2 separate regions of the Hordeum vulgare genome follow, and region 2 is linked to region 1. Evidence: chromatin contacts called from public Hi-C data. All regions are on one chromosome and are shown on one strand. The core of a region is the stretch at or near the end of the contact, and the rest is flanking DNA. Distances in the headings are between cores, read along the strand shown.

What was found. A called contact is a pair of places that touch in the nucleus more often than the background predicts.
Region 2: a Hi-C map of leaf shows a contact between it and region 1, with 3 times the contacts expected there. The contact joins two enhancer-like sites. A contact is called at or near these places in 2 of 6 Hi-C or Micro-C datasets (leaf and seedling).

What each region holds. Positions count from the first base shown.
Region 1 is chr3H:253,790,857-253,797,104 of MorexV3_pseudomolecules_assembly, reverse strand. No RefSeq gene overlaps it. Among protein-coding and RNA genes, the nearest start is that of LOC123445862, 150 kb to the right of the region's middle. Within about 2 kb of position 2,279, at least 3 of the 3 cell types and tissues checked have open chromatin away from gene starts, as enhancers often do. A contact at or near this core is called in leaf, where this site is marked.
Region 2 is chr3H:253,992,042-253,998,289 of MorexV3_pseudomolecules_assembly, reverse strand. The region is part of intron 1 of LOC123439846 (a long non-coding RNA gene); the gene reads left to right. Among protein-coding and RNA genes, the nearest start is that of LOC123439846, 7.0 kb to the left of the region's middle. Within about 2 kb of position 2,984, at least 2 of the 3 cell types and tissues checked have open chromatin away from gene starts, as enhancers often do. A contact at or near this core is called in leaf, where this site is marked.

The sequences.
Region 1 (6,248 bases), core at 1,030-3,529:
AAACCAACTTGTCGAACGAATCCTCACACTTCGAAGAGGTTTCAGAACTCTATCAAGAAGAAATAATCCGAAAACAAACAATCAACACACGATAAACACCACAACATATGCATGACATGATGTGCAAATAATTATGATGCATGACCACACGATTATGCAAGGCATGACAATCACAACAAACAAATACAACACATTAAGTGAAGCTCAATATGCAACGGTTGCATATTGACGAAACTCTACGTTTGAATCATTTAGTTTACTATCGTTCATGTACTCATCAATATTAAATGTTCTTTAATATGGGTGGTCATAGCATAAGGTGAAGATGGAATTACACAATTTTAAATGGAGAAGGAGAACATACATATACAAAAATAATAAGTCTTCGTATTTAAGAGGAATGGGGTTAATGTTTTTTAACTAAACAATCATTTTAAATGTTGTTAAACATGGCAGGAGGTGAAGTATGAACAACTACATCATCTAGGCATTTTAAACGAGGCCCGAAACAACATATAGTATTTCCCAAACAACTCCATATGTAATTTTTGAATTTGCTACTGTTCTGCCTAAAACACAACTTTAAATTTTGTAAACAGAAAATAAATGCCACCATGTTATTATACACGTTTTTCCTGTCAAGTTACATATGTTGATCATTTTAATCGGTGCTACAGTTAATTAATTATGAGACAAACCAATTTTCACATGTCATTATGCAAATTAAATCAAAACAATAAGTTAAATACTTTTCAAATGTGTGAAAGTTACAAATTACTAATCCACACAAAATTCTGATCATTTAACATATAGAACGTGTTTAAATTCGATGCATGGAGATTTAGTTATTAGCAATTGAAATTGGTGGCATTTTACAAACTATGCATGTCGTGAATATAAACTAAAATCACAACATAGAAAAGAAAAAACAATACGGGACGGATTGCAGAAACCTGTAGTGGACAGGTGTGGAATCGGCCCAAGTGACCATGTCATAGCAAAAGTATGACCAACTACATCATCTAGGTATTTTAAATGAGGCGTAAAACAACATATAGTATTTTCGGAACAACCACATATGTAATTATTGAATTTGTTACTGTTCTGCCTAAAACACAATTTTAAATTTATTAAACATTAAAATAAATGCCATCAATTTACTATACATATTTTTCTAGTCAAGTTACATATGTTCATCATTTTAATCGAAGCTACAGTTAATTAATTATCAGACAAATCGACTTTCACATGGCATTATACAAATTAAATGAAAACAACAAGTTAAATATTTTTTAAAGTATGAAAGTTGCAAATTGTTAATCTACGCAAAAATCTGATCATATAACATATAGAACATGTTTAAATTTGATGCATGGAGATTTAGTTATTAGCAATTGAAATTCGTGGCAGAGAAAAGAAAAAAATAACACGAGCCGGATTGCACAAACCTGCAGTGGCCCATGTGTGGAATCGGCCGAAGTGTCCATGTCATAGGAAAAGTAACAAAAATGGAATTCGTGCCTGGGACTCGAACCCTTATTCTCGTGGATGGAAACAAGTGGCCCTAGCCACCACACCAACCCCATGTTCCTGCTAAAATAGGGCGTTGCTATCATAGAACAAAACCGAGGGCCTAGCCTTGATTTCCCTAAACACACGAGAATCTCGCTGGTATTTGGCAGTAGCAAACACAGCTACCGACGGGAGATGCACGGGAGCGGCGGCGTGATTTGTCATGGGCAAGAGATGGTCGACGGCATGCTGCACTCCACGTCGGCGGGGTCGGCGAGCACGCAGGGCTGCAGATTCCTCACTCAGAGGCGGAGCTCCATGGATGGGCAGCCATGGCGGAGGGCGCATGGAATGAGGGGTCCGGCTGCTCTGACGAGATGGCGGGCGGGCGATGGGACGCCGGAGATCCGGTGCTCGGGCTACTGTGGGACGAGGTTGGTCAGGGGCGGAGCTCGATCCGGCTTGGCGGAGGCTGTGGAGGTCCAAATCGGGTGGCCACCTTGCTAAAACAGAGAGATGTAAGAGAGTTCAGGGAGCACACAAAAGAGAACAAGAAATCAGAGGAAGGAAAAGGAAGGCGTAGCGGGCGAGGCACGCACAGGAGGCAGCTCGGGCACGAGAAGCCAAGGAGCTCATGTTGGACGAGGCCAAGCACGAGGGATGGCTGGATGCCAACGGAGCTCTGCGGTCGGCGCGTGGAACAGTGAGGCCTCTCCATTGTGATGGGGTTGAAGAGCTCAGCAGACGAGCGAGGCTGTGGCTTTTTATGGTTGGGCAGTTGCAAAAATCAAGGGAGGTGGTCGGGCGATGTGATTGGTGGAATGGACCGGGAGGGACCCCGAGGTAGGAGGGGATTGGAGGCGGCTGGTCGATGGGACAAATCTCCTAGCTTCTACGGTTTGGACTAATTTGGTTAGGGGTTGGTCTATAAATAGAAAATTGAGATTAGGTTTAGACCCTTCAATTTAAATTGGATTATCGGGAAAAAAATAGGTTAGAGAGTCTAATTAAAAACCCAATGATGGTTTGGGGTATTACGGGGTTGATCCGTACCCAAAGGTCGTGGCCGTCTAGGATCAGGTCGAAGAGTTTTCGGACTAGGTTGCGTGCAGGTTGATGCACTATGCACACGGGCTAGGCGGAGACGAGAGGGAAAACGGTCAGCCCGAAAACATACTTTTATATATAAAAAATGTCCTAATTTGATCGGCTATAGTGCCGCTATAGGTTTAATGGTTCGGGTATCAAACGATCTCTGGATGCAACAAAATTTGGCAGAGGGTCTATCTACACTATATTAAGACCGCACACCAAATTTCAACCCATTCGAAGAAAGTTTTATACGCATTTTTAAAAACAATATTTCAATGATGCTGCGGGCGCATGGGTGTGTAGTTGGTCTCGAAATAGTCAACAAAAAATCCAGAGAGAACCGACAACTAGCAACGGATGCAAGTTTTGAAAAAAAATGATGGCAACAAAGTGCCGATGCAATGTGGATGATGTGAATGATGTGATGACGAATGCGACAACCAAATAAATCACACAACGACAACGGAATAAAAAAGGAATCTTCTGAGCATCGGTTCCGGGTCGTTATAACTCTCCTCCAGTAATAAGAGATCTCGAGCCGAGATCTTAGTATGAAAGGGGGGAGAGGAAAAAGGAAGGAAGAGGTAAACTTAGTGGCTTCTTTGACAACCGAGTAAACCCACGATCCTTGAAGATTGCAAGAGATGAAGAATTACATGAGGAACAAGCAAGAATTCAAAAGAAATTTGAGCAGCGCTTCGGTAGGACAATAGAGGTAAAACTTGATAAGATGGAAAGAGCTTGAAGAGTGGGCACAACACATCGGTTAAATAGACAAGCAAGGGACTAACATGATCTTGATAAAACAAGATAATGGATGAAAGAGAGAAACATCATAAAGTCTCTAGAACAAAAGAATAGAAAATAGATCATTTGACGGAGAAGGAAATGACAACTACTACCACAACTGAATTAGAAAAGCATCCTTACAAGGAAGGACTCGACGGAGTTGTTGGCAAATCAATAACAAAAAGAATAAGGTGGTTGTGGGCTTATGGAAACCATCTCAAAATTATGAGGTGACAACCAACCACTAACGGAAACAAAGATTGCTTGGGAGCCACAAGATATGCAAAACATCTTACACCAAGAGGATACATTGAGAACTTGGATTAATGATAAGCACCATGATAGCAACAATCCTTAGGAAAAGCTTTAAGTGAAATCGAATCTAAGATAACTTCAATGAAGAAATCATGATTTAAAATATCTCATGATCGAAGAAATTGGTGGGTTTAAATATCTCATTCATGAATCAAGAATGCTATAGCACCACCTCAAAGGAAAATGGAGGGAAAAATGCACTTTGAAGTGCAAGAGAAATAATACTTGAGCTCCTCCAACAAAATCTTTGAAGAACACTTCCAGAATGAATTAAATCCTTGATGACCACGATGAAGAACCTATTGGAGAACACCAGAATGAAAGGATGATAGAAAAGAATTTAAGGTTGATAAGAATAAGATTATGGCCTTGCAAATATTAAGATGGAATTTCGCAAAGAGATACTCGAGAAAACTCGGGACTCCAGAAAAGAAGATATGAGGATAATTGAGATAAAAAATTTGATATCATGAACAACTTCAGAATAAGGATTGAAATCACTTTGATGAAAGAATAAGATTTATGTTATGCTTATCCTTCATCAACATAAATTGATGACAAGCAACAAATTTTGCATCCTACTTGTTCTTCTTGAATAATATTGAGCAGAGATAAGAACACAAACTTGAACAAGTCTTCAGCGACAACAGTGGTAAGAATAAGACCGAATGAGAATACTTTGAATGAATGAAAAATAAAATACATGAGAACGAACAAATCATGATCCGCCTAATAGAAAACTTGAACGAAGCACCGGAATAATTGAAATACGAATGAAGGGACAACCAATGAGAAGAATTTGATAACAAAAGTAGAAAGCTCAGTGCGAATACATCTTCTGAAATGCTGGCCTTTAGAGGATCGAGAAATGAAAAGAACTCTGAAATGCACCGGATACATAATGAACGAATTTCTCATCATCAAAACAATTTAAGAGGATAGCAACACAGTGAGATGACAATCTTCAAAAGAATGGACAAGTATTTAAGAGGAACTCTTCTTCAGTTGTTAATGTAGAGAATGATGGCAAGATGCACCATCAAGAATTATTGAGACACTCCGGCTCAACGAGTAAGGAAAATGTTGAGCCAACGATGGAAATAATTCAAATCAGTCTTGAAGAAGGAATATGAATGTTGAGAATCATTCTTACGTCATATTGAAAAGAAGTTGAGATCTCTATAAAATATTAGAAGAGTGAGGTAAGATCCTGGGAAAAACGTGTGGGTTATGAGACCACTCAAACAAAACACCAATGAAACAATTGCTAAGAAAGATCGCTTGCACCACTACAAATGAAAAACTTGATGAGGTGAGAACTTCAAAATAATTAAAAGGATTTTGTTTGAAAATTGACACTTCAGAGAAATCTTCAACACTCCGAATAGAATAGAGAGGTATGAATAAACAATAGAGGCTTGGATAAGAATTTCCAATACGGGGAGACTTTAAAGGATGAAAAGGATATGATGAACACTGAGAGCTTGAATTGAGTTCACCGGAGAAGAAAACAAGAATGAAGAATGATGAACTCGAAACTCCTGAGAATCTTCACAATGAATCACCGGATACCATATGGACGAAGATATTGCAAAAGCATCAATGAAAAGAAAGACACTTGGACGATAATTTAATAGCTGAAGCAAAAGGGTGGGAGCGTGGGAAAAAACAAAGACAACTTAGGAGAGATGAGACAAACTCCAGAAAGAATATGAGGATGGATCTTGCAGATATGGGAGAGGATTAAATTAACTTGAAGAGGAGGACACCGGTTGAAAAATAATTTTTCATGACAACTCCCGCTGATCAAAAGGGTTAGGATTCCCATAGGAATATGAGAACACTGCTTAGAAAAGGTATGGAATCACCACTTGACATCTAAGTAACTCAAATTATCATACTCCAATAAAACAAAGGACGAGGCTTGCGAATTAAGCCAGAAACAAATTCATGGCACATGTTTCGCTCGATATTTTCGTGGTAGATTCGCTCGAGCTCGATCGTACATTGGATTGTCGTATTGAAATGACGCTCGAATATGCTCCCTAGGAGTAGCGAACTACAAGGCTTGACGAAGCATATCTGACCACACATATCGAGACTGTCCTCTCTAAGAAAGACCGTGAACAAACAAACCACTAGATGTCGAACCCCAACCTCACATCATGCATCTATTGGAAGATAATCTAGGTAACTACTTGAATTCCCACCTGAGAACTTCCGAAATCTTTCTTGGTTATGCTATCAGGTCGCGGGTCTGGGAACCAACTCAATGTAATCAACTGCATGACTTGTAACAGCCCAAGTGCTTTCTTTCCCCTTCTGTAAGCTTCTCCATATGTGGCAACCATGTTGAAGCTATGTTATGGAGGTGGTGATGTGGTTATCATTTGATGTGCATCTCATGCATCATGCATATCTTGCATCATCCTTTTTGCTTAGTCTTGTTCTTGGTGTTGTGCCACCTTGGTGATGTGGTTGTATGTGTCTTGGATGTTCTTTTGGAGTGTCGTGTGGGTGCAACAAGGAACCTTCAAAAG
Region 2 (6,248 bases), core at 1,735-4,234, 200 kb before region 1:
GGTATTCACTAGCAACTCGGGTCAGACTACCATAGCCTTCACAACAAGGATAGTAGCCGAATGGTTGGCTATCCATCCATGGCGACAGATGTCGCAGTTGGACTATAGCTTCTCGGGCTACAAGCCTTCATATGTGGCTACTCTACCAGTGAAATGGTGAGGGCACTCCAACAAGGAATTCCCTCCATAGAGGTGCACACATGCCAAAAGTAACGTATAACCGCACTCGCTGGTTCCTCATGTACAACATACACCGGAGGCTCTTCTATGCCAAAAACTTGGTGGCTGAGGTTGGCAAGGATGACTACGAAGTCCCGAGGCTCAAACACGATGGTCTCGTTGCAAAGAATGCGGCCATGCATCTTGCAAGTCAAGTGGTTTTTACTAGAGTGGTGGTCTCAAATTTGCGGGTTGCTGGGCTGAGGCAAGGCCTTCCTATATAGAATAGGGAGTCTTTCATCGCACGCTAGGAGATGCGACAGCTCTGGTGTCGGTCATAGACACAAAGCTTAAGGGCTGGGCTGACAGGTTAGCACCATTTGCCAAAAAGGTGTCGGATGTCTACTGTGGTTGACTATTCCGTTGGGTAGGCTAGGTATATATATATATATATATATATATATATATATATATATATATATATGGGGTGGGGATAGCGACCTAGCTAAGATAGGTTTAACCAATGGTGAGCCTGGCTTTGATACCAAGGTTGTAGCGACCGGTTTTTCAGAAAATAGGTCTTTGTGTTCACCAGCCCCAGGACTACTATTAGTTGGTAGACACTCACTTGATAAAATATATCCAAGAAAAAAATACAAAATCTGGGTTACAATACCATAAAGGTCTACTGGTTTGGACAGATGTTTGATGTTGACGGCGGAAGTGAGTCGAGGAATCTCCAACGTCCATGGGACTTCATTCCCACAAGAACAGCTGACCTCGATAAATTCCTATCTCATAAGGGTGCTATCCGAGGCTCCTAGGTTATGGGGTTGATGGCATCGTGCTCCTCTTTTTATGCAATTTGGCCAGCACAATAGCCAGGGACAAGCCAGTGAGTACTTTGAATGTACTCGCAAACATCAAGAAAAGAAATAAGTTAAAGCAGGGGAGATGCACGCATAATCCACTTAATAACTCTACCATGCCATTAGAATTTAATTCATGGATGCATTCATGCAGATAAGCAATTTCCACCAATGTTGTATAAACAAGCAAGGAAGGTAACCATGAATAAGTAATAACATGTGTGCCGCAGTCGGGCGTTGGAGCGACACCACCTAAAGGGCTCACATGCAAGTATTAACAGTTGCCATAGTCAGGCGTCTAAGCTACACCATAGAAAGGCTTGTAATAAATAATAACAAGCATACCACAGCCGGGCGTTTAGGCGACACCACAAAAAGGGCTTATAAGAAATAATAATAAGCATGCCTTAGTCGGGCGTCTTAGCGACACCACAAAAAGGGCTTATAAGAAATAATAATAAGCATGCCTCAATCGGGCTTCTGAGCAACAACATATAAAGGGCTTATATAAAACAATAATAAATATAGAATATCCAGGAGGTAGAACCATCCCACGGATATCCATCAATCATAATCATAGGGGTTAGTCCACAGTAATAATAATAATATGATCATCCACCACATTTCCTGATTAGTCTTACGATTTCTTTAACTTCCTCTGAAGATCGACATTCAGACCCACACTTGACTAGTCAACCAGTCGTCCTTGACCATGGAAACGGCTACTCGAATAGTTTTGACTTTGCAGAGGGTACTGTGTACTTTTTACCCACAGCCCTCGGGTTTCATTAGTCACTCGGACTAATCCCGTGTATGGTACCTCAGAAGTAAACTCTCAGAACCACTACACACCCAATTTTCCACCGCGAAGACCGACATCACTCGGACTACAATGCTAGGGAAAATCCATAAGACGGGGAGGCTCCAACCTCGACTAGCATGGGATCAAATTTATACCGCGCGCTACAAGGTAATGGCCGCTCCCTTTGGGTCCCAGGCCGGAAACACCCATGCCCCCTGACCAGATGACTTGATTTAGTCCAGGGCCATGGATACCTTCATCCCGTCCTCTCTACTTGATGTGTACCTGGTAATAGATTTATGACCTACTAGACCGCATTCCCTTTCGGAAAGACCTATGGCAGCACGAAGATAAGCCGACACACAGATAAGACTCGATCAACGGTCGACTTAGGGAGTTTACTATTTTCCTGGAATTCTTAGCACCACACAATTTTCTTGAAGGAATTAACTAAGGGTTACTACCATCACACCCCGACATGCTTTCACTAACCACTCTCGTCCCACGAGGTGTCAGCCCATGGTCTCATTTCCAGCAGACACCGTTACTCCAAGGTTGTCCAGACGCACATAGCATACGAAGTATGAGGCAGTAACCACTCACCACTTGCCTTCCACAAACTTAGCAACAACAATATCCATCACATGCTCTTATGCAAGGTATGATTTCATGCGAGATTTTTATTAACAAAATCTAAAATCACACAATAGATGCACCACAACAAACATCACACCACTTTATGAAAAAACAGAGTTCAAGATGCTTGCCTTTGAAGTTTGAGGAGGGTGAGGTCTATCCCAAAATCTTGAAGTAGGTCTCCTCTCTCCAAAATCCTATTTTGAAAATATTTGAATTAACACACAGACACAAAACAGCACACAAAAGTTGTTTAATCTTTTTAAAATAAATTTGTAAATAAACTTGAGGAATTTTTAAATAAGTATGAAAAATAATCAGTCCATTTGGAGTTTTTTATAGAAAGTTCGAGCCTTTTGAAAATCCTGGTCAGTTCTGTTTTTAATAAAATCACCAAAAGGAAAGTGCTTCAGAAGGAATACGCTTCCCACCAGAGAAAGCGCACCTACCGAAACGGCTGCAGAAAATACGCTTTAACCGAATGAAAACGCACCACGGGGGACTCGCTAGCTAGCGAAGTGGATGGCTAACCGACATGTGAGGGCCACGTGTTGGATTTGTCTCGTTCCACTCAAGCTGTGAGACATCATCGGGGGCGGGCTCCGGCAGCGATTGTCGGCGGCACGGGCCACCGTTCTGGACGTTCAGCCTATCTACGAGCTGCACCTCGAGGAGGGTGGAGGAGGGCCCAGGGAGCTCTAGACGGGGCAGAGCTTCGACAACCGCGGGAGGCGCCGGGCACGCCAGTGCTTCGGCCAGAGGTGAGGGGAGAAGAGGCTCTGGTTCAGCTGCGGCTCAGGAGGAGCTTCCTATGGCTCGAAGAGAGGAATTGAGTACACAACAGCCCCTGGAGAGGCTCTTTATAGCCGGCTCCGAGTCGGTTCTGCGGCGGTCAGGGGATAAGCATGGCGGTGATATCCATATGGCAGCACACCGGAGGCAACAGGGTCGGCACCAGGGGCAGCAGGGGTAGCGGGGCTACACGAAGACGAGGCAGGAGGGGAACCGGGGCACCTGGCATGTGGGGAAGGTCCGGGCGGCGCCGACCACTGCTTAGACGGGCCGCTGCGGTCGGCAGGTTGCCAGAGCTGCAGGCCGACGCGCTGCGCCGCTCAGGGCAGGGCGGCCAACAGTCTGGGGAGAGCGTTAACGTGACTCTACAACAGACCAAAACGGCAAGGAGGTGCACAGACGCGACGGCTCGGCACACACGCGTGCAAAATGTGTGCTCTCGGCATGTCTAGAGCACGCACAACACCTGTTCGATGAAATGCCAGGCATCACCAATGGACTCCAAGGCTGCTAAGATTTACTAGGGTTAGGCTAGGGGCATGGGAAGGTCTGGTGGACATGAGGGTTTGGTTGGGGAAACAACTCCATAGAGCAAATCAAGAATAATGCCAAATATGTCTATGCTCCCAAGGTGCTTGATGAAATGCCACATGAATAACTTGGTAATGCAATTGTTAGAGAAAATCATTTCTGAACAAAATGTTCAGGCTAACATCACATGCATTTAAAATCATTCAATGGGGCTCAACTCATGGAGTTAAGGTTTTGCTAGGGTGTCACACAAGCATGCAAAATCTAAAGGCAACCAGATTAAGGAAAAACATGGTTGTAGTACAAAGTACCAAACTGGATCAAAGAAGAAAAAGAGTTGTTTTGCTAAATTTTTCCAAGGCACAAGGTTGGATTTTTTATAAAAGTGAATCCCATGCATTACTTGACATCCCCAATTTTTTTATAGAATTTGTGGAACAATATAACTAGGGGTTGTAGTACAAACTCCACTTTTGGCCAGAATAGAAAAGGAGTTAATCAGCTCAAATTTTCCAAAACACTTGGATATGTTTTTACAAAAAAATGATCCACGGACATCACGTGTCACTTAAAATCTTTGTAGAATTTTTAGAAAAAATTATATAAAGGTTGTAGTGTAAAACAGGCCCTTAAAGGAAATAGAAGTCATTTTTGAATAAAAGAAACCTTGGCAAAAATATTAAAATAAAATCTCCAATGAGTTTTCCACAAGAAAAGAAATGTCTTGATGCATGCACTCAGGTTCCAACATAAATTTTCAAAAACATTTACTTGGCCAAAATAAAAGGAAAAAAGAGTGTTTCAAAACTCAATTAAAAACCCAGAAATCCAGATTTTAAATAAACATGGCCAAAATAATATCCCCATTTAATTAAATAAAGAAGTTAAAATGGTCTCAAGATGGGGCTCAAGCACTAAATGATCTTTAAAATGCCACTTGAAAAGAAAAGTTTTTGGAAAGAGGCTTTGAGAAGAGACATGAAGTAAATTATTTCTCAAAAAATTTATTCTAGGCAATATGTTATTTTATAAAAATATTATTAAATTTTTGGGGTGTGACATTTATTGCTTGGGTGAAAGGAGGTTCGCGGCTAATTCTCTACTGTGGAGGATGTCCTCACTCAGAATAGGTTCTATCTTAGGCGAAGTCAAGTTTGCGACTAAGAAATGAAGGTAGTTCTTGCAAACAATGACGGTCCTGTCCATCTTTGTCTTCGAGTAGGGTTCGTACCCACATTCAGAACCATGATTACTTAGGCGAAAGCAGGTTCACAGCTAAGCCCTCGAGTGTGGAGGATGTCCTCACTAGGAGCAGGTTCTATCTTAGGCAAAGTCAGGTTCGCGGGTGAGAAATGAAGGTAGTTCTTGCGAACAATTATGGTCCAGTCCATCTTGGTCTCCGAGCGGGTGTCGTGCCCGCGTTCAGAACGTTATTACTTTGGCGAAAGCAGGTTCACAGCTAAGCCCCTGATTGTGGAGGATGTCCTCACTCGGAGCAGGTTCTATCTTAGGCAAAGTCAGGTTCGCGGCTAAGAAATGAAGATAGTTCTTGCAAAAAGTAATGACCTTATCCATATTGGTCTATGAGTAGCGGTTGATGGGGTTGTCCATTAGGGGTAGGTCCATGGACCAGCATTCAGGGGCCCACCTAGGGCCCCGCACAAGCATTAGTGTCCACAAGGCTATCGGCTCAGTCTCGGCCTCACTCGGGAAAACAGATTCTCAATCAGAAACACAGGATCATTCAGACCATCTTCGGTCAGTCAGATGTGCCCTGACACTCGGACTATAGCAAGACATGGATGAGGAAGAGACTACAACAACAAGAGGGTCAATCTACCACTTAGGAGTAATGCCAAAGTTAAAGTTGTTGTTATTAGTATCTTTCGAAGTTATTAGCATTAACTTGCCTTGATACGACGCTCAACGGATCTAAACACACTCTGTAATCCTACCTTCAGCTCCATGATAAGGCTTGAGAATTCCGTATACTGAAACCACCCATAAGCAAACACCAAGCCTCTGGGCTCGTGACGTAGGGCCTTTACCACTCTTGAGTGAGGCCTGTACTCGTAGAACCGGCTGTGACCACTGCACTATAGCTAGGCTCCCCAAACTCCGTTCGTAACTGTGGTACTATTGCCAGGTTCATTCCCATGACAGTTGGCGCCCATCGTGGGGCTGCGCGTCTAGCAAATTCTAGCGCAGTTGGAGTTGCCATCTTTTTTCTTCATCATGATGACACTCGGCGGCGAGATCCTCTTCGGTTCCCTTAGCTTCACCGCTGATGACTCGGCATGGACGCGGGACGCACCGTTGAACACTGATGCTTTGCCCACTCGAGGTTCTTAAAACTTCAGCATGGTGGCGCATGGGATCCTAATTCAGCAACTGTTGGCGCCCACCGTAGAGTTGAGTTCTCAAAGGGAGGCCTCCCTGGGTTCGGGACATACGCGGTC